Regions from separate parts of the Mus musculus genome. Here all the other regions are linked to region 1. Evidence: chromatin contacts called from public HiChIP or PLAC-seq and promoter capture Hi-C data. All regions are on one chromosome and are shown on one strand. Each heading gives the region's core, a stretch centred on a gene start, on an enhancer-like site or on the middle of the called end of the contact. The rest is flanking DNA. Distances are from core to core; before and after follow the strand shown. Region 1 holds the start of Psen1 (presenilin 1). Region 2 holds the start of Pnma1 (paraneoplastic antigen MA1). Region 3 overlaps Dnal1 (dynein, axonemal, light chain 1). Region 4 holds the start of Acot6 (acyl-CoA thioesterase 6). Region 5 holds the start of Acot5 (acyl-CoA thioesterase 5). Region 6 holds the start of Acot4 (acyl-CoA thioesterase 4). Region 7 holds the start of Acot1 (acyl-CoA thioesterase 1).

The links. Promoter capture Hi-C pulls out the DNA fragments that hold promoters and counts their contacts. HiChIP or PLAC-seq counts read pairs in DNA pulled down with a chosen protein or histone mark. Capture Hi-C pulls out chosen DNA fragments and counts their contacts.
Region 2: a contact with region 1 is called in a promoter capture Hi-C map of 3T3-L1-derived adipocytes, with 5 times the contacts expected there. The contact joins the promoter of Pnma1 here to the promoter of Psen1 in region 1. A contact is called at or near these places in 19 of 39 promoter capture datasets (the 3T3-L1 cell line, 3T3-L1-derived adipocytes, the C10 cell line and 11 more), 3 of 115 datasets of contacts at active chromatin or transcription factors (the SCID.adh cell line, bone marrow-derived macrophages and pro-B cells) and 2 of 9 other capture datasets (liver and pancreatic islet).
Region 3: an H3K4me3 HiChIP or PLAC-seq map of bone marrow-derived macrophages shows a contact between it and region 1, with 4 times the contacts expected there. The contact joins the enhancer-like site here to the promoter of Psen1 in region 1. A contact is called at or near these places in 16 of 39 promoter capture datasets (the 3T3-L1 cell line, the C10 cell line, the HPC-7 cell line and 10 more), 6 of 115 datasets of contacts at active chromatin or transcription factors (the SCID.adh cell line, astrocytes, bone marrow-derived macrophages and 2 more) and 1 of 9 other capture datasets (embryonic stem cells).
Region 4: a contact with region 1 is called in an H3K4me3 HiChIP or PLAC-seq map of pro-B cells, with 2.4 times the contacts expected there. The contact joins the promoter of Acot6 here to the promoter of Psen1 in region 1. A contact is called at or near these places in 1 of 39 promoter capture datasets (liver) and 4 of 115 datasets of contacts at active chromatin or transcription factors (astrocytes, bone marrow-derived macrophages, large pre-B cells and 1 more).
Region 5: a contact with region 1 is called in a promoter capture Hi-C map of liver, with 4 times the contacts expected there. The contact joins the promoter of Acot5 here to the promoter of Psen1 in region 1. A contact is called at or near these places in 21 of 39 promoter capture datasets (the 3T3-L1 cell line, 3T3-L1-derived adipocytes, the C10 cell line and 11 more), 6 of 484 Hi-C or Micro-C datasets (all in embryonic stem cells), 6 of 115 datasets of contacts at active chromatin or transcription factors (the SCID.adh cell line, astrocytes, bone marrow-derived macrophages and 3 more) and 4 of 9 other capture datasets (adipose tissue, embryonic stem cells, liver and 1 more).
Region 6: a contact with region 1 is called in a promoter capture Hi-C map of second pharyngeal arch cranial neural crest. The contact joins the promoter of Acot4 here to the promoter of Psen1 in region 1. A contact is called at or near these places in 10 of 39 promoter capture datasets (the 3T3-L1 cell line, 3T3-L1-derived adipocytes, the HPC-7 cell line and 7 more), 3 of 115 datasets of contacts at active chromatin or transcription factors (embryonic forebrain, embryonic midbrain and large pre-B cells) and 2 of 9 other capture datasets (adipose tissue and liver).
Region 7: a promoter capture Hi-C map of liver shows a contact between it and region 1, with 2.4 times the contacts expected there. The contact joins the promoter of Acot1 here to the promoter of Psen1 in region 1. A contact is called at or near these places in 3 of 39 promoter capture datasets (liver, maxillary cranial neural crest and neural stem cells), 1 of 115 datasets of contacts at active chromatin or transcription factors (bone marrow-derived macrophages) and 1 of 9 other capture datasets (liver).

What each region holds. Positions count from the first base shown.
Region 1 is chr12:83,686,821-83,689,485 of GRCm38.p6, forward strand. Psen1 (presenilin 1) reads left to right here and starts at 1,332. Exons shown (of 12, transcript NM_001362271.1): 1 at 1,332-1,473.
Region 2 is chr12:84,147,143-84,149,807 of GRCm38.p6, forward strand. It overlaps Pnma1 (paraneoplastic antigen MA1), which reads right to left and starts at 1,347. Exons shown (of 1, transcript NM_027438.3): 1 at 1-1,347. The coding sequence starts at 785. Mideas (mitotic deacetylase associated SANT domain protein) reads right to left here. Exons shown (of 13, transcript NM_001163501.1): 13 at 2,026-2,665.
Region 3 is chr12:84,128,825-84,131,489 of GRCm38.p6, forward strand. Dnal1 (dynein, axonemal, light chain 1) reads left to right here. Exons shown (of 8, transcript NM_028821.3): 5 at 2,508-2,563. Among named protein-coding and RNA genes, the nearest start is that of Dnal1, 16 kb to the left of the region's middle. Within about 2 kb of position 1,352, at least 22 of the 459 cell types and tissues checked have an H3K27ac peak or open chromatin away from gene starts, as enhancers often do. A contact at or near this core is called in the HPC-7 cell line and bone marrow-derived macrophages, where this site is marked.
Region 4 is chr12:84,099,297-84,101,961 of GRCm38.p6, forward strand. Acot6 (acyl-CoA thioesterase 6) reads left to right here and starts at 1,358. Exons shown (of 3, transcript NM_172580.1): 1 at 1,358-2,132. The coding sequence starts at 1,676.
Region 5 is chr12:84,068,004-84,070,668 of GRCm38.p6, forward strand. It overlaps Acot5 (acyl-CoA thioesterase 5), which reads left to right and starts at 1,322. Exons shown (of 3, transcript NM_145444.3): 1 at 1,322-1,920. The coding sequence starts at 1,464.
Region 6 is chr12:84,037,061-84,039,725 of GRCm38.p6, forward strand. Acot4 (acyl-CoA thioesterase 4) reads left to right here and starts at 1,319. Exons shown (of 3, transcript NM_134247.3): 1 at 1,319-1,907. The coding sequence starts at 1,451. All of the region lies in intron 1 of Gm40474 (a long non-coding RNA gene), which reads right to left.
Region 7 is chr12:84,008,177-84,010,841 of GRCm38.p6, forward strand. Acot1 (acyl-CoA thioesterase 1) reads left to right here and starts at 1,326. Exons shown (of 3, transcript NM_012006.2): 1 at 1,326-1,790. The coding sequence starts at 1,334.

The DNA of each region.
Region 1 (2,665 bases), core at 82-2,581:
CCAGCCCCATTCATGAGTTTTATAACCTAGGTGAACTAAGATTTGTTGTAGGACAGTGAGATTTTTTTATATATATACCAGTACTCCACGAACATCTTTGCACAAAAATGTTTGTCGAAATTGCTTCTCTGTATAGTTTACAGCATTTGCCATTCTACCAAAAGATCGCAATTAATGTAGTTTGCAAATGGCTTTTAGTCTATGCTTGTTTAGCAAGTGTATTGAGCTTGTTCTGTACTGTCTACAATTTTCTGCCTTCTTCCCATATAAGTAAATGATTGAGGGTATAAGTAAATGATTGAGGGAAAACTACCCAAGGTTATGCTATGTCTCCTCCCAGTTGCCATTCCGCTGGCGGAAAAGACTAAAGTATCAAGATCTTAAGCATGAAAATAGTGAAGTCTGAGTTTATTGAAGCAGGGTTGAGAATGTTGGGAGAAAATGGAGATGGATGCTCTACTATTTAGAACGAGGCCTTCTGGGAAGTAGAAAAAAGGAAGTTTGACCCAGTGTATCTTAGTTTGACCTGTAATTTGCTAGGAATCCCAGTCCGATTTCAACTCACTGTCCTGCCCCATCTCCTCCTGAGTGTTATGATTTCAGATACAACACCATCCCGATGTATTTGTCTCTGTTGGGAGTAGAATCTAGTTCCTCGTGTGTGCTCCTTAAGCACATTAGCCGTTTTCTGGTTATTTGGGATTATGAATAATTTCTCTGTTGTTTTTTGCCCAAGTGAAATGTGTGGTGTGCTGTTGATAATTGTCTCTCCGATTAAGGAAAATCTGAGGGATGTAAAAATCAAGATAGGAAACATTCTTTGCTTTCTAGAAGCTTGCCATCTGGGAAGACTTTCAGACTCGGAACCTAGACTAATAGGATATTTCTCAGGTTCTGTTTACCCACCAATCGCTTTGGTTTATTGAGAGTACAAACAGTAAATTTTATCCGTTTTGAGGAACTGTTCAAATAAATACTGTGGAGAAATGGGAAGTGTTGGATTTAAAATGTCACTACAAAACAAGGCACGGTGTCCCCACACATGGAAACCAAATAAATAGGTTCAAGCCCATCCTTTCCTACAAGGTATGTTTGATACCGGCAGGGAACGCTCGAATCGCAGTCTCAACCAAAAACAAGGGAAAATGTCACTTGTAGACTGGAAGAACGCTAGACGCGCCTCAAACCCTAGAGAGGCCTCAGGTCGCGCACATCCTTACATCTATGCGAGTGGATTAGGCCAGCTCCAGCCCCCAGCCCTCGTGGCCTGCGCGCGCCACCGGAAGCTCCGTCCCCTCCCGGGTCTAGGGGCCAACGTCGCCGAGGCCGGAAGTTGCGACACCGGTGAGACCTCTAGGGCGGGGCCTAGGACGACCTGCTCCGTGGGCCGCGAGTATTCGTCGGAAACAAAACAGCGGCAGCTGAGGCGGAAACCTAGGCTGCGAGCCGGCCGCCCGGGCGCGGAGAGAGAAGGTGCGTGCCCAGGGTGTGCGGGGCGGAGGGTGTCTCTGCCGGTCGTGTTCACCGTCGCCTGCCTGCCGGGGGTCCGGGCGGGCCTGTGTCTCCGAGGGCCGCGCTGCGGGCGTCTCTAGGGATGAGGGGCGGGGTCCAGGCGGGCGGAGATCGAGGAACCCCGCGTGGGAAACGGGGTGAAGCCGGTTTCTCGGAACCCAGCCGGGGCCAGACTGAGAGCAGCCTTCTCCGAGCTTTGGTACCCCGGAAGTGCTGGCTTCCCCGGGCGGCCGGGAGCAGATGGCTGGCATCAGGGGTGGCCTCTCGATCAGAGTGGAGCTAGAGATAGAGGAAGCGCCCTAGGCTGGGTCGCCTTGAGCAACTGGTGAAACTCTGCGTCTGGTGCCCCGAGTGTGTCATAGTCCAGAAGTGAGTGAGTGGCACTCGGGGCTAACTTCTCAGTGTGTCTGTTGGCAGGCGAAGAGTCGTATGGCGCTTGTTCTTTCTTCAGAACTGTCACGATGCATGTGTCTGACGCTTGTAGGCGCCTTTAGTGTTTGCTAGTTCTTCCCTTTCACGTTTTCAAATGTGGCACTGCCGCGAACAGAGGCTCAGGCACATCCGCCTGGTAGTGGAGGACGGAGTGCATGAGACAATTGAGGTAACTTTTTACATAACTAGGAGAAATGAGAGTTCCAGTAACAGAAACGTAGAAGAAACGTGAGCAGGACAGGCGATCTGTTCAACTAACGCATAAGATTGACTGGGTTCAAGTTTGGAGAATGAGAGAGAAATAAGGAAGTTAGGCAGTGGTTTGGAAATAGTACTTTTGAAGTGACAGCGGGTGAAGATGGCCTGAGGTCAGAGCTGTAAACTGTAAACATGGGTCACTTAAGTAGATTTGCTGTTTGATGTTGGAGCAGAGAACTGGGTGGACACTTAGGGAACACAACAAAGAGCCAGGTAGAAGGAGGACAACGAGGCTGCTGAGGAGGACGAATGCAGAAACCACAATAGTGCAGTGTCACAGAAGCTGAGAAACACGGAAGCTTCAGGGAGCATTGTCAGCGATAGGAATGAAAGGCCTGGTGTTGTTTTAGAAGGATCTCTGTACCATTGTACCCTTGAAAGATGAGCGTGAACCACAAATACTAGTTTTAAATGTTCCCACAGACACTTTTTTAAAAAATTTTTTAGAGGTTTATTTATTTAT
Region 2 (2,665 bases), core at 97-2,596, 460 kb after region 1:
GATAACTTTTCTCCTGGGTTCTGGTAAGTGTTCAGAAATCTGACCTGTGCATCTCTAGAGCTCTCCACACTCCCAAAGACCTGCTCAAGAGCCTTCAGGCATTCTGCGGTCGTTATGGCGGCGTTGTTGGTCTTGAGGATGCGGATGACGTCAGCAGCGGGGCCTCTCAAACTCTCCATCAACCGCCGTCTCTTTTCTATATCCGACACCTGCCATTCCTCTATGATTTCATTTGAGTGCTCCAGCCAGGAATCAAAGGTTTCCTCGCCAGGCCCGGGAATGTCCTTCCCGGAGAATAACGTCAGCTTCTTATACCATATGGACTCAACAAGAGGTTGAATAACATTATCCAAAATATAGTTGAGCATCTCTGCTGGCATTTCCGGGCCTGGAGCTGGAGCAGGGTTCTGAAACCCAAGCACACGAGCAACATCTTGCACGGTCCACCCTTCCCTAGCTAGAAAGAGGTGCAGCCTTTCCAAAAAAACTGCGTCGGAAGTGGGGGGTTTAAACACCACTTTCCAGAGCCCTCCTTTGCCTGGCATCTCCCTGGGTATCAGGGAGTAATCCACTGCCCCAGTGAGCTCTAACAAGGCTGCTTTAGCATTTTCTTCCCTCCAGAACATTCTCCCCAGCACTCGATAGGATACCTGGGGCATCGCAGCTTGGAGGGTCTCTTCAATTTCGGTCTCATCACAGTTCACAGGGATCCCCCAGACCAACAGAGCTCTCTGAGAGTTCACATCCATTCCCCTGCACCAGTCTTCCAATAGTGTCATAGCCATTTCACCCAACTATTAAAAGTGCCAGTTCTACAGACACTGCTTGGACTGGCTCACGAGGCTATAGGGCCTAGGACAATACAACATGCTCTCCTCCCCCGGTAGGCCAGGGGGCGACAAGCTTCAGGCAACCACAATTACCAAAAGACACCAGAGTTCCTTCTTGTCCCTTCCGGGTCCCAAGTCAGGGTCGGGAGCCACGGGACACTCCGCCTATCACTCGAATGTCGCCCCCTTTGGTCCGGGCAGGGAGGGCTGAACTGGCTGCAGCTGTGTCTGGCGTCACCGCTTAAAGAGAGGGAGCAAGGTGGGCTCAAGACTGATGACTCCGGGCGGGAGATGGCTGGGTGCGGTCGCGGGGCGTGGCAGCTCCTCCCACCTCTCCCCGGCACGCCGGCGGGCTGAGGGTCACGCGAGGCCGTGGCTTGGCTACGTGGGGAGAGGCGGCACTCCGAGCACCGGGAACCCAAGCGGCAGGAAGCACGGGATGGGGGAGAAACTCGGCTGGAGGCAGCTCTGCCTAGCGCTTATGTCCGCGCGCTCCCGCAACGGCCGGCGTGCAGCTGCAGTGGAGGGCGGAACCGGTCCGCTTGTCTCCCCCAGTGTCACCGTGACAACTGTGTCCATGACGACGCGAGATACGCGGGCTCCAGAGGATCTGGCGGTTGCTATGGTGCCAAGAAGGGGTTTGAGGAGTCTATTCTATGACGGCGCATTTCTTTTTACACCCCCCCCCCCGCCTTCCCTGATTCTTTCTTAGCTATTGCTACGCATGCTTTATTTAATTTTGCCGTGGATTTAAGCTGGCTTTATTGATACGCATCTACCACGACGGACTTATCTCATATTGCTCATCCATTCTATGAATTCAGTCTTTAACTCTGACTTCCGGGAACCACCTGATCCCACTCTGCAACTACTTGGTTCCTCCCCACAAAACTAGGAAAGAGAATTCCATCTACTGGTTCCTGTGAGTGTCTGACTTGGCTTTCTTGTTTAAAGTGTGTGTGTGTGTGTGTGTGTGTGTGTGTGTGTGTGTGTACACAAAACCCCGTGACTACTTACCTTTGTAGCCAGGCAAACTGCAAACATATTGCCTTCTTATCCTTACTGAGTATACAAGATAGCAAAACAGAATGTTTATGGCCCCGAAAAGGCGGGTAAGTTCTCTTCAAGCAAAACAAGGCCTATCAGTCCCAGACGGCAAAAACACCCCTATAAGAATGTGGTATTCAACAATGAATTTTTTTTAAAACCTTATTTAATAAAAGGTCTTAAGATACAGAACATTCAAAAGTAAATAAGTTACATAGGTACATTACAATCACAGCAAGATTCTCTTTAGTGTATTAATTTTTTTTTTATAAAAAGCACACAAAAAATAAAATTTTCAGTCTGGTCTATCACAACTGTACACAAAGAGGTAATATTTATATTTATATATATATATATATGTACACTATTTTAATATGTAACAGTCTTTTTTAAAAAGAGTGCCACAGGCAACAAACACATGAAAGGCAGTGTCTGACCATTTTGTTTCAAAATAAAAGGAATATACTTACTTTATGCTATTAAAATATTTGTACACTAATTACAGACTGTCAAGGCTGTTCTGTGCTCCATCCTCTCCAGCAAGGCCTTTAACGTAAGAGACAAATGAGGAAAAGTTCTAACAGCTGCAATTTTTTTTTTTTTGAGGCAACAAACACAGCCAAATGTGGGTTAGACACAACTGTTTTTATATAAAAATATGCATACTTCCTGTAAAAACCTAAGGGGTTAGGCTTTGCCAGTCTAGTAATAAATAATAACCCAGAACAGTGAGCCCCAATAAAAACATTTCAACAGCTGAGGCTTGAGTACTATTGCACTCTTCCTCC
Region 3 (2,665 bases), core at 102-2,601, 440 kb after region 1:
CTGTCCCACAGATGCCAGAGTTCTCATTCTGAAGGCACCATTCTCCACAGCAGAGACCTTTCATCAGTCCTCTTGCCTAATAGACACTTAGTGTCTAACGTTCCTATCTGAATCAGCTAAAAGCTCACACTGCCTTGTCCTCAAACGGGGCTGGACCATTTCTTTGATGGCTTGGTTGTTGGTTTTCTTTGATTCATTTGTTTTTGTTTGGAACATGGTCTCACTGTGTAGCCCTGGCTGTCCTGGAACTCACTATGTAGACCTAGTTAGCCTCAAACTCATAGAGACCCACCTGCCTCTCCTTTCTGGGTGCTGGGATTGAAAGTGTGTGCTGCCATGCCTGGCCGTACATTCTTTATGACTTTTGTATGTTTGCTTATCCAGTGCTCCGCACTGAGTACAGCCTTGCTGTCTCACAGGAAAAATCCGTGAGAAATTAAGGTCAGGGTCAGTGTCCCATCAAATGCCACAGCCTCTCTAGGACCTCCCAGAGCTCCACGTTACAATCTTTACTTTAGAGTATTTATAATTTACCTTGGGTTTTAACATTTGCCTACTAATGCAGTTAATGTAAAGATATGTAAATTATGGAGTTTTATATGGTGCATATAAAATGAAGTCTAAAGCTGGGTATGGTAGTGTGCATACCCAACTGAGCTACTTGGGAGGCTGAGGAAGGCGTTTTGAGTTTGAGGCCAGCATGAGCACCTCGAAGGACCATGTCTCAAGAATAAACCTTTGTTTAAAGAGGAACGACTGAAGCTAGGCATAGTGGCTCATGCCTACAACCTGTACAGCCTCAGTATATGGGAGGCTCAGGCAGAATGATCCCTGAGAGTTCAAGACCAGCCAAGGCTACATAACGCATTCTGGGTCATCCTGTCTCAAAATTGGAGGGAGGCTGCCAATGAACTTAAGTGTAGAATGCTTGCCTGACATATAGAAGGCCCTGGGTTCAATCTCCAGAACTAAAAACAAAACAAAAAGCCCCTCAATAAAGACTCGCAGTGGTCCTAGTTGGGAAACTGCGCTGTGCCTTGTGGCGTCTCAGCGGGATCTTCATGCTAGGCAGACAGACTCCATACCCCATCCGTGGTGGATGCTCAGGAGAACCCCTAGGGAAGGCTTCGCTTCAGCTCATGGCTCCAGAGTTTCAGTCAAACTCGGCTAGACTGAGACAAGGTGGACACCATGGCAGCATGGCGTGTCAGGAAAATCGGTTGTGCTTCCCAAAAGAGAGAGGAAGGGGTCACAGACAAGACATGTCTTCTCAGCCTATACCCACATTGGCCTGCTGCTTCCCCCTTGTCCCCACTTCCTGTTTCTTACCATCTCCCACTAATGCCACAAGCAATTGATCTGTTGATTGTGACTCAGTCAGTTCCGCAAAGTTCTGCCTCTGCACACGGTTGCATTTGTAACCAAGCCTTTAGCAAGGGAACATCTCATATCCTAACCATAGTTTCTATCCCAATCCACTCTGCACCCGATGCCTTAGTGCCGTTGTTGAGTATTTGGAGTTGGATGGCAGTGTTAACTATTACTAGGCCTGTGTCTCTCACGGTGCTCTTATTTCCATTCTGCTGGCTCCACTATTTCAGGTGTTTCCTTTGTCTTGATGTCTTTGTGATTAAAGTCCTCAGATCAGAGTCTCTTCTGTTAAGAAATGATTTTGTGGCCAGGCAGTGGTGGCACACGTCTTTAATCCCAGCATTTGGGAGGCAGAGGCAGGCTGATTTCTGAGTTCAAGGACAGTCTGGTCTACAGAGTGAGTTCCAGGACAGCCAGGGCTACATAGAGAAACCCTGTCTTGAAAAACCAACCAACCAACCAACCAAGCCAAAAAAACAAAAATAAAAAAACAGTTTTGTGCCCTGTGTATTCAGATGCTGCTATCTGTCCTAGGGATCCAGGTGCAGTCCAGATTTTGTTATTGTCATTATTATGAAGCATTTCCTGACTCCATATTTTGTAAAACCTTGTTCTCCATCATCTTCTGATTGGTTAGTGAGTGGCTGATGAGTCTGTTTGCTGGGTAGGAGAGGAGAGAGAGTGGGGCTGCGGTGAGAGTGGGGGATTCACCATGAGCTTGTCACTCATGAGCCTGTCACTGTGAGAGGACAGGCGAATCAGGAGCAGCCAGGGAGAACTAAAATGCAAATAACGGGCACATAGCTGGGAAGCAGGCTAGACCAGCATAGTGGTAAAGTAGCTCAGAACTTCGCACCTCAGTGCCTGAAACCTTTTAAAGGGGCAGTCAATTAGCCTTCAAACTCACTTTACACTCTTCCAACGTGGGTTCTGAGAAATGAACTCAGGTCTTCAAGCTTGGCAGCACACGTCGCCTAAACCCTGCCAGCTCTCCTGCCCATTTTGTAATAGAGCGTCTTTAACTCGCTGTGTAGAGAGATTTATTTTATAAAGTTCCTTATAACATGTTGTTCTACTAGAGTCATGGTAGTTGTGTGTATATTTTTCATAACCAAAATGCTTTCTTTCCACAACAGAAAACTTGAGGATTTTGTCCTTAGGAAGAAACAACATAAAGAACCTAAATGGACTGGTAGGTTATGTATTTCTTCATAAAAAGCATGCCCTTTTTTAAAAAGAAAAATAATGTTTTTAGATGGTAGAAACTTTCCAGGTAGAACACCAACTATGCCAA
Region 4 (2,665 bases), core at 108-2,607, 410 kb after region 1:
GGCATCGGGTGATAGAAACTCCATATCCACTGCCCCTGTAAGACTAGGTAGAAACTTTAACTCCATGTTGGTGAATGGAGTGAGTTACAGCAGGGGTGGGTCATCTCTAGTTCTCTCTTTGAAGGATGAGTGTGGCCTTTTTTCTTGTGTGCTTTGTTCCATCTGTGTGTGTTTGTTTAAAACAGGATCTTGCTATGCAACCCAGGCTTGCTTTGAATTACAATTATTGGGGTTCAGGAATTGCCACTCAAACCAAACTAACAGTGACCTCAGTTAAGCAAGAGTAGCTTATTGAACGCACACCTTAATACTGGGCATCCAGTACTGCAAAAGGGACTTGTTGGGAACTTAACTGCAGTCCAGTCTGCTCTCACAGTAGACTTTTTATAGGAAAAACCAGGTTCAAAAGTTCAAAGGGCAAGGAGGGGAGCAGTTGGTTTACTAGACAAAGTATTATCAGCTAACCTTTAAGCTGATTGGTGCTGAGTAAGGTAGGGTAGGTGGTGGATGGGTGGTGAACAGGGGAATTTCAGAGTACTGAGATAACAGCATGCGTATTATAGTCACAACTTTGGGGCTTATTAGTAGCATTCTTCAGTGTCAGTTATGAAAACCAGAGTGACCTCATTTCATAGGCGCAGGAAGGGCTACCTGGTGGTTATTTTAAACATAACAGTTCATATTGACCTTTGATTTAATGGGTCCTACATAAAGCTTTCTGAAATTTCTTTTTTTTAAAAAAATATTTATTTATTTATTTATTTTATGTATGTGAGTTCACTGTCACTATCCTCAGACACACCAGAAGAGGGCCTTGAATCTCATTAGAGATGGTTGTGAGCCACCATGTGGTTGCTGGGAATTGAACTCAGGACCTCTGGAAGAACAGTCAGTTCTTAACCACTGAGCCATCTCTCCAGCCCCATGTAATTTCTTAAGAGTAGCAAATCTCATTCAGAAAATACAGAACAAAACAGGGTATGTGGTCACATGTCCTTGAGCCAAGTCACTTCTCTGTGTCAGTGACTGGCAGGCATGTTACAGCAATAATATGAAATAGCTGGCAGGCATAGAACAGAATGGCTACAACTATTCTGCAGGGGGGTGGGGGGGATGGGGGACGGGGAGTGTCAGCCTAACACAATGATCCTCCTGTGTCTGAGTCATTACACCCAATTTGAGTGCTGTTAGCTTTCCACTACTGTATGACAGGAGATTGAATATGGGCCCCTCCAACGTAGACTTCCCGGACTTCAAAACTGTAAGACATAAATCTCTGTTCTTTATAAAGTATCTAGCCTTTCATATTTCCCTAAAGTAGAAAAAAAAAAAGGCCTAAAATAAAAGTAATACAGTATTTTAAAGTTGTTTGTTTTTATAGAAAGCTACTACTGAATCCACGCAAAGGGCCAGACTTTGCCTCGATCTTATTCATCTAGTGTCACCGCCTATCCTCAACACCACGTGAGCAGAATCCTCTGTCCTGGCAGAGCTCCGCTGCTACTTTGACTTCACACATCTTTCCTGTATAGAGTCAGCCGGTTTTCTGTTCCTGTCTTGTCTGAGGCACGGGAGCCAGGGGTCGGGAACTCCCAGAGACGCACCAGGTCGGCTCCACAGCAGGCCAGGCTCCGCTCCGGACTCGCGTGGCGCTCCCCGAGGCCTCCAGCTCCTAATGGCGGCGACACTGAGCGTGGAGCCCGCGGGCCGCAGCTGCTGGGACGAACCGCTGAGCATCGCCGTGCGCGGCCTGGCCCCCGAGCAGCCCGTCACGCTGCGCTCTGTCCTGCGCGACGAGAAGGGCATGCTCTTCCGAGCCCACGCGCGCTACCGCGCGGACTCCCACGGCGAGCTGGACCTGGCGCGCACGCCCGCGCTGGGCGGCAGCTTCTCGGGGCTCGAGCCCATGGGGCTGCTCTGGGCCATGGAGCCCGATCGGCCTTTCTGGCGCCTGATCAAGCGCGATGTGCAGATACCCTTCGTGGTGGAGCTGGAGGTGCTGGACGGACACGAGCCGGATGGCGGGCAGCGGCTGGCGCGGGCGGTGCACGAGCGTCACTTCATGGCTCCCGGGGTGCGGCGCGTGCCCGTGCGCGAGGGCCGGGTGCGCGCCACGCTCTTCCTGCCCCCAGGTGAGCAGCTCTCCACCCACCTACCCACCCGGTTCCTAAGCTCACAGCCTAGTCTATTTTTTGGTCCTGAATAGACTCCATGTAGGGTCTGTCACATAACTGTAACTTTAGTAACCTTGTCCCCACTCTCCAAATTCTCTCAATCTTCTTTAAGAGTAAATTTTCTACCAAGTTTCCTTCCCTTTAAGACACCATGAATTCCTCAACTATATGCTGAAGAGGGAGTGCAACTTGAAATCCACTAAATGCCAGCCACACGAGGGAGGGAGTACTGATAACTTATGCCTGTAGTAAGAGTGACTTTTGCCTCCTTTCACATCAAACTTTCAAAGAGCCTTTAACCCACAAATGAAGACAATGTTCCCTAACCATTAAAGCGCACAAAAATGTTTACTACAAAACCTTTCCCTACCATAAACATGCTGGTGGTGGTTTTCAACCTAGAGTTATCCTTGCCCCTTCATGAGGACATTTGGCAATATCTGCAGAGTTTTGTGCTTGTCAAAAATGAAGACTGGAGCCCAGCGGTGGTG
Region 5 (2,665 bases), core at 72-2,571, 380 kb after region 1:
CTTCCATCTCCCTATTTCCTGCCTAAGCTAATAGGCCAACAGCATGTTTATTGATGGGCCATTTCTCCATACAGTACAAGAGTCTCTCTCTACAAGGCAGCAACCAGGAGACCTATCTGCCAGTTAACTAAAGGTGACTCAGGTCAGTCACTCAAGGACCCCATGAATCACCTGCTGGTGTACTGTAAAGTCTCTGTGAGACACATCAGGTATTACCTGAAGTGGAAATTTATGGGTTCTTTGGAAAGTCAGTTGTGTCAGATGGTGTTTTGCTAGGGCAAACACATGAAGGGATATTTCACTGACACAGGAGAAAGGACTTTCTGCTTAAGCAAGCACATGAAAGGACACGTGATGAAGGATTCTTTGCTAATGACATGCATGTGTTGGTTCGTCTTATATCGTGTAGCTGAGCTCCATTTGCCATGACTCCAGAGAGAGAAACACACCAAAAACCTTCTGGAGGGGTTATGGCAGCTCCTTGCTGCTTCCTCGACTAGGGCTGATTGGCAGAGTGATGCCAGACTCACGTGCTGAGGCAAGGCCCCTGGAGGACACGTGATGTTTGAAGGGAGTATTAAAAGGACCCAATGGGCAGTGACAAGGGTCGAGCTTGCATAGCTAGCTCTGCAAGGCTTCTTTGTTAATCTTCGCTTCATTAAGAGAGGCAAGTAGAGAACTTTTCCTGGCATCCATGCTGGTCCTGATCCCTCCCGCTGACTCCTGTAGATTTGGAGGAGACCTGGCTGTCTCTGCTAGGTTGTGCCACTGCTGCTGACTCCTGTTTGCTATCCCAACACTACTGAACTGGACTGCTCGGTCTATCTGGGAACTATCTATGAGTGGATTGAGCTGCCTCTGCTGAAATCTGTAAACCGAAGGGCTGACTAATTACAACACAGATGGGAATTGCTCCAAAGAACAATTTCTAAATAGGTTCACTTCCCCCATATCCTAATAACCTTCCTTTTCCACTGATTGGTCCATAAAATTGTCCCTATAATTTTTTTTTTTCCAGATCAGGTCACTGCCCTTGGAGACTCAGGTTATTGCCTTCCTGAGCTCTAGCTCCGCTTGAGTCATGATTTCACCTGGGTGACCTGACTCCTCATGCATTCCGGATCTCGCTTCCTTTCCAGATTGCATGAGTAAGTGACAACCCAAGAAAGAAATGCTCAAAGCCAAGTTTCTCAGGGTTACAAGATCAGAGTAAAACTATTGGTCGGGGACAGTGATCCTTGCAACTCAGTCCTTGTCCCTGTATTTCAACATCACCTAGGAAAACGTAATTACTACTATTGCTTAGCTCCTCGGCATAAAGGTCACTGCATCCCTTAAATTTTGGAGAGTTTCGCACCTCGATTGCCAACGCAGACAAGTAGGATAAGGGTTCATGGTCACAGCCTCCAGAAGTCGAGAGACACTATTCACCCGACAGTATCCTGATTTTTCACTTTGTCAGGATGGTGCCAACAGTAAGCCTGGAGCCCACGGGCCACAGCTGCTGGGACGAACCGCTGAGCATCGCTGTGCGCGGCTTGGCCCCGGAGCAGCCCGTCACACTGCGCACTGCCCTGCGCGACGAGAAGGGCGCGCTCTTCCGAGCCCACGCGCGCTACCGCGCGGACTCCCACGGCGAGCTGGACCTGGCGCGCACGCCCGCGCTGGGCGGCAGCTTCTCGGGGCTCGAGCCCATGGGGCTGCTCTGGGCCATGGAGCCCGATCGGCCTTTCTGGCGCCTGATCAAGCGCGACGTGCAGACGCCCTTCGTGGTGGAGCTGGAGGTGCTGGACGGACACGAGCCCGACGGCGGGCGGCTGCTGGCGCGGGCGGTGCACGAGCGTCACTTCATGGCTCCCGGGGTGCGGCGCGTGCCCGTGCGCGAGGGCCGGGTGCGCGCCACGCTCTTTCTGCCCCCAGGTGAGCAGCCTTCCCTCCTGTGCTTGTAGCCTGGGATGCTTCAGGGGTGCAGCGCAAGGTCCCCTTCTTTCCTGTCTCCCATACTTTTCAAGGGGCTCCCTGGAAAAGCATTTAGGACTTGGGTTTGTGGCTAGGTGAGTCTTGTCCTGAACGGGAGATCACCGCAGGAGCAGCATCTGACTTTGCTTAGGAAAGTAGAGCATCAGCGCTCCCCCAAGCCCAGAGAACTAGAAACCTGAACTGTGCTAAGACCCATGGGTGGCTGTGCACAGGTTCACATTTGGCATGTGTTGTTCAGGCAACGTGAGCCAGCCCAAGCACCGGGGAACTTTCTAACTTGCAGGACTTTACTGCCACTCAGAGAGTCCAGAATCTGAAAGTGTGGCTGCAGAGTGCCAGGGAGTTTTGTTTCTTAGCTGATTCCTAGGTAACTTTTTCCCAGGGCCAAGTCCACAGTTTTGAGAGGGACTCACAAAGAGCTGTTGTAGGGAATTTGGCCAGTGACATTCGTGACCCTTTGACTGTTGAAAGGCTGATGAAAAGCAGTTTGAAGATCATCCTAGGATACAAGGACGCTCTGTTTCCTAAACATCAGTTAACGCTTAGTGCTGCAAGTTTCCATGGCTCCAATGTTGCTGCAGAAGATGGAAGGGAGGTAGATGGTTCTCTGGCAAACGGCCTTAAAATAGGATAGCTACATATTTATGTGGTAACACGGAAAATTCCACCAGTGGGAAAGGGCCTT
Region 6 (2,665 bases), core at 69-2,568, 350 kb after region 1:
CGTTGACCAAGGGACAGAACATCGCCTCAGTTGGCAGTCAGGGCCTTCCTCACCTTTGCACTCTTCCTTCTGGAAGGTTCAGTTTGAACGCCTGCCTTATGTGTATCTAGTGGCATGCCAACAGCATCCTAAACCCCAGCCAGATGGCTCCACAAGCACTCATATATCTGCATCTTAGGCTGCACCATTTCTAAAAAAGATTTATTTTATGTATGTGAGTACACTGTAGCTGTACAGATGGTTGTGAGCCTTCATGTGGTTGTTGGGAATTGAATTTAAAGACCTCTGCTCGCTCTGGACAACTATACTCACTCAGTCCCTGCTCACTCTGAACGAAAGATTTATTTATTATTATACGTAAGTACACTGTAGCTGTCTTCAAACGCAGCAGAAGAGGGCATCGGTTCTCATTACGGATGGTTGCGAGCCACCATGTGGTTGCTGGGATTTGAACTCAGGACTTTCAGAAGAGCAGTCAGTGCTCTTACCTGCTGAGCCACTCCCTGCACCATTTTATCAGCCCATTGGACAACACTGGACCTTGGATGAAGCCAACTTCTCAGAGAACTTTCTATGGCACCCTTGACACCTGCTCGGCCCCTAGAACGTTCAAGCCGCCCTTAATAGCACCCCTAGTAAAACGGGGTCGAGCAACCACCTCTGTGGCCTCTTCATCCTGTACCAGAGAGCCATTTGCATCTCATTGAATCTGGGCTTTGGGGCCAGGAGAGGATGTTGCCCACTAATTAATCTTGGCTGTCAATTTAACCACATCTGGAGTCAACTAAACCCCAAGCAGCTGGGATTGCCTGTGAAGGATTTTTCTTGGTTGGATTATTTTGAGGTGGGAGACTCACCCTAAGTCCAGATCATTTGGCCCTAAATCCAGATCATTTGGCCCTAAATCTGGGCCACACAAAAGGACACGGGAGAAGGGACGTCTTCGTGTCTCTGTCTGCGCATGTCTCCATCCTGTTCGCTATGTTCATATTTAGAGAACCCTAACTTAACACAGTTGCCTTTCTCAATTTAACTGTGCATTCTAGTTTCTGTGCTGGGAGCTGTAGCATCCAGGGAAGTTTTTGTAAGCTGAGTATCTTAAGACTAAAGTGGTATAAAGTTGTAATTTATTACAAAGTTCTTGCTCTTGGTTCCGTTTTGTATTTTTATAAAGCTGCTGAATCCACGGAAGGATCGTACTTTGCCTTGATTCATTCACTTGGTGTGTCATCACCAATCACTTTCACAACACCACGTGGGAGTGGCGAGAAGCAGAATCCTATAACCTGGCTCAGCCCCGAAGCATGACCTTTGGCCGGTCTGTGCCCAAATTGCTGACAGATCATGGTTCCTCTCTTGTCTGGGTCCTAGAGACGCACTAGGTCGGCTCCACAGCAGGCCAGGCTCCGCTCCGGACTCGCGTGGCGCTCCCCGAGGCCTCCAGCTCCTAATGGCAGCGACACTGAGCGTGGAGCCCACGGGCCGCAGCTGCTGGGACGAGCCGCTGAGCATCGCCGTGCGCGGCCTGGCCCCCGAGCAGCCCGTCACGCTGCGCTCTGTCCTGCGCGACGAGAAGGGCGCGCTCTTCCGAGCCCACGCGCGCTACCGCGCGGACTCCCACGGCGAGCTGGACCTGGCGCGCGTGCCCGCGCTGGGCGGCAGCTTCTCGGGGCTCGAGCCCATGGGGCTGCTCTGGGCCATGGAGCCCGATCGGCCTTTCTGGCGCCTGATCAAGCGCGACGTGCAGACGCCCTTCTTGGTGGAGCTGGAGGTGCTGGACGGACACGAGCCCGATGGCGGGCGGCGGCTGGCGCGGACGGTGCACGAGCGTCACTTCATGGCTCCCGGGGTGCGGCGCGTGCCCGTGCGCGAGGGCCGGGTGCGCGCCACGCTCTTCCTGCCCCCAGGTGAGTTGGGTGGTTGAGAGGTGGGAGCGCGCCAAGGGCTGAGTCTAGGGGTGGGGTTAGGGTTTCCTAGGAAGGTGCTATTGGCCATTTCAGTGGTCACTCAAACAGGTTGGGGGATTTTCATACATTAGCAAGTGCCCTTTGCTTGCATTATCTCATTTAATCTCTGTCTATCCCCAAAAGATAGTGTTATCCAGCTGATGAAAAACACAACTGAACTTTGTTGCAATACGAGGTTAGGAAAAATGAGACAGAGGAAACTGCCACATTGTCCTTGACACACGCAGCCCCTTCTCCCCACTCCACCCCCACCCCTAGTCAGTACATACAAACACACACACACACATACACACACACACACAACCTCAAGGGTTAAAGCCATAGTACATCCAGATTAGCATAAATTGGCTTTGTTCTTATTGTTTTTGAATTTAACCTTATGGGGGCTTAGTGGTTAAGAGCACTCACAAGCGTTCTGCCATTAACTTTGGAAAAGTAAAACCCAATTTTAAAACAATTTATTACTTATAGAATTAATATTAGAAGCATTACCATCATATTACAAAGTTTGGCTGCCAATTAATACCTATGAATACATGCAAGCTTTAATGTTTTATTAAAGAGACATTACTTAAAATTTTATCTTTAATTCTACTTTCTAGGATAAGAATCACATTAATTATTATCTCAACTAGAAGTATCTTTAGAGACCCAGCCTCTTGGCCTGCCTTATGCCACGTGTTGGAAGGACTTTAAAC
Region 7 (2,665 bases), core at 76-2,575, 320 kb after region 1:
CAATCATGTGAAACCGTGCCAATTCCTCCCCCAGCCCCACTCCTTTTCTATAAAAACCCCTAGCTTCCAAGCCTCGTGGTCGAATCCACTGTCTCCTGTGTGAGATATGTTTCGACCCGAAGCTCCGCCATTAAAATACCTCGTGTTGTTACATCAAGGTGTTGTGTTCTATTCGTGATTCTTGGGTGCACGCCGAATCGGGAGCTGAGTGGGGGTTTCCCCACAAGGTTCTTTTAGAAACAGGTACTCCAAATACCTGCAGCAGTTGCTTCATTCGCAGGAATGGGGAGAAAGGTCACTAAAACCTGAACCTGCAGAGCTGGGTTCAGCCAAGAAGAGGCACTGACTGGCAAGACACCACCACCAATGAAGAGTGAAATCAAGGGTATTCAGTCAACCTAACGCCTGCATTCTACACTTGTCTCTGGTTCACAAAGCTGCAGTTCCTGTCTGGAAGCCCTCTTCCCTTTAGGTCGGAGGACACAGTTCTGCAACAAATACTGTTGGTGTTTCTTTTTGTTCACAATCTTCCCGCACCTCTGTAAAAGAAAAACCCAAGAAAGAACAAACGAACAAACAAACAATCATGTAGTCCCTTTGTGAAGGGACTCCTGTCGCCCAGTTTGCGTGGACCACTTACTTCTGGTTAGAACTCAGATCTACAGACCCCCGGTGTTAGAAATCCAAACTGACTAGGACAGCAGTTAGATGTGTGAGCTAGGGGGTTAAGCGATGGGGTGTGTGTGGGGGGGGGGGGTGGGGGACTGGAGAGGACCGGACACTCCTCCCTCAAGTGAAGACCAGACTACCAGCAGTACATCCTTTTCTTTTTTAATAGCCCCAGCAGGCCTTTCAGATAAGGGAAACACCAGAAAATTGTGTGCTTTTGTAAAAGTCGTCAATATCCCAGAAGCACAAACTGCACCCAGTTCTTTAGATTCCGTAAACACTAAGCCATCCTGGAAAGAGAGATAGAGACCAAGAATTCGAGGGAAATTCTTGGTCAAAGACTGCCGGCTAAGAAGGAACCAGGCCAAGTGTGTCTCTTGGGAACCCTCTGAATTTCAACGAGGAACTGTAGCTTCTATTCTTTTCAGCTTTGGCTGTCATTGTGCTTTGATTTAGACACTTTGTGGACTCTCCAGCAGGTTCTTTGTTCTTAGCAAACATTCTTCCTTTCAATTGCGAAACCAGGATTTGCACAAAGAAGTCTCACAACTCTTAGGAGGTGTCTGTCTGAGGCCAACCAATGGGACTGCAGCGAGTGGTCCCGCCCGCAACTACTAACTACTCCAGGAGCCCAGGCCACCCTCCTCTTCCAGTCCAGCTCGAGATGGAGGCGACGCTGAACCTTGAGCCCTCGGGCCGCAGCTGCTGGGACGAACCGCTGAGCATCGCCGTGCGCGGCCTGGCCCCGGAGCAGCCCGTCACGCTGCGCTCTGTCCTGCGCGACGAGAAGGGCGCGCTCTTCCGAGCCCACGCGCGCTACCGCGCGGACTCCCACGGCGAGCTGGACCTGGCGCGCACGCCCGCGCTGGGCGGCAGCTTCTCGGGGCTCGAGCCCATGGGGCTGCTCTGGGCCATGGAGCCCGATCGGCCTTTTTGGCGATTGGTCAAGCGCGACGTGCAGACGCCCTTCGTGGTGGAGCTGGAGGTGCTGGACGGACACGAGCCCGACGGCGGGCAGCGGCTTGCACATGCGGTGCACGAGCGTCACTTCTTGGCTCCGGGGGTGCGGCGCGTGCCCGTACGAGAGGGCCGGGTGCGCGCCACGCTCTTCCTGCCCCCAGGTGAGCAGCCCTCCACATTCCCTTTGCTCAAAGTTCCCTTGTGGGTTTTTTTGTTTTTTTGTTTTTTGTTTTTTGTTTTTTTTTGAGACAGGGTTTCTCTGTATAGCCCTGGCTGCCCTGGAACTCACTCTAGACCAGGCTGGCCTCGAACTCAGAAGTGAAGAAAAGGGTAGCTCCAAAAGATCTAGGACTCGGTGGGAAGGAGACAGGATTGGACTGGAAGGAGCCTGTTATGGTGATGCTGTTTGCCTGAAGCTGGTCCTTCAATTCCGCTGCTAAGTTACAAGACTAATGCCACTAGTAAGTTTTAAGGAAAGGGACAAGACCCTTGTAACAATAAAATGAAAAGTAGCAGTTATACACCCGGTGTGGTTGGTGGACAACCTTTGATCCCAGTACTGGGGAGGCAGAGTTACTGGGATCTCTGAGTACCAAGCCAGCTACAGAGTGTGTTCTGGGACAAACAGGACTAACTAAAAATCAAACAAACAAACAAAAAATCCTATCTCCAAATCAATAGCCATCTTTAAATATTTTTTTAAATGTTAATCCATTTTGAACTGTGCAGAAGGTTGGGACACCAAAGCAAAAGGCTGCCTTGACATCGGAGCCCCAAGCCAGTCTGGTCAACAAAGCAAAACCCCTTTTCAAAACAGGGGTCGTTTCTTCCTTCTGCAGTTTTTCTTTCCATTGCACTCTAAGACTTACATAGACTAGGAGGGAGGCCTTTCCTGTAGACCAGCAATAGGAGATTGTTTTGCCTCTTTAATAACCAAAGACAAGTGCAAAAGCAACATGCAAAACTAAACTACAGAGCCAGGCAGTGGTGGCGCATGCCTTTAATCCCAGTACTTGGGAGGCAGAGGCCAGCAGAT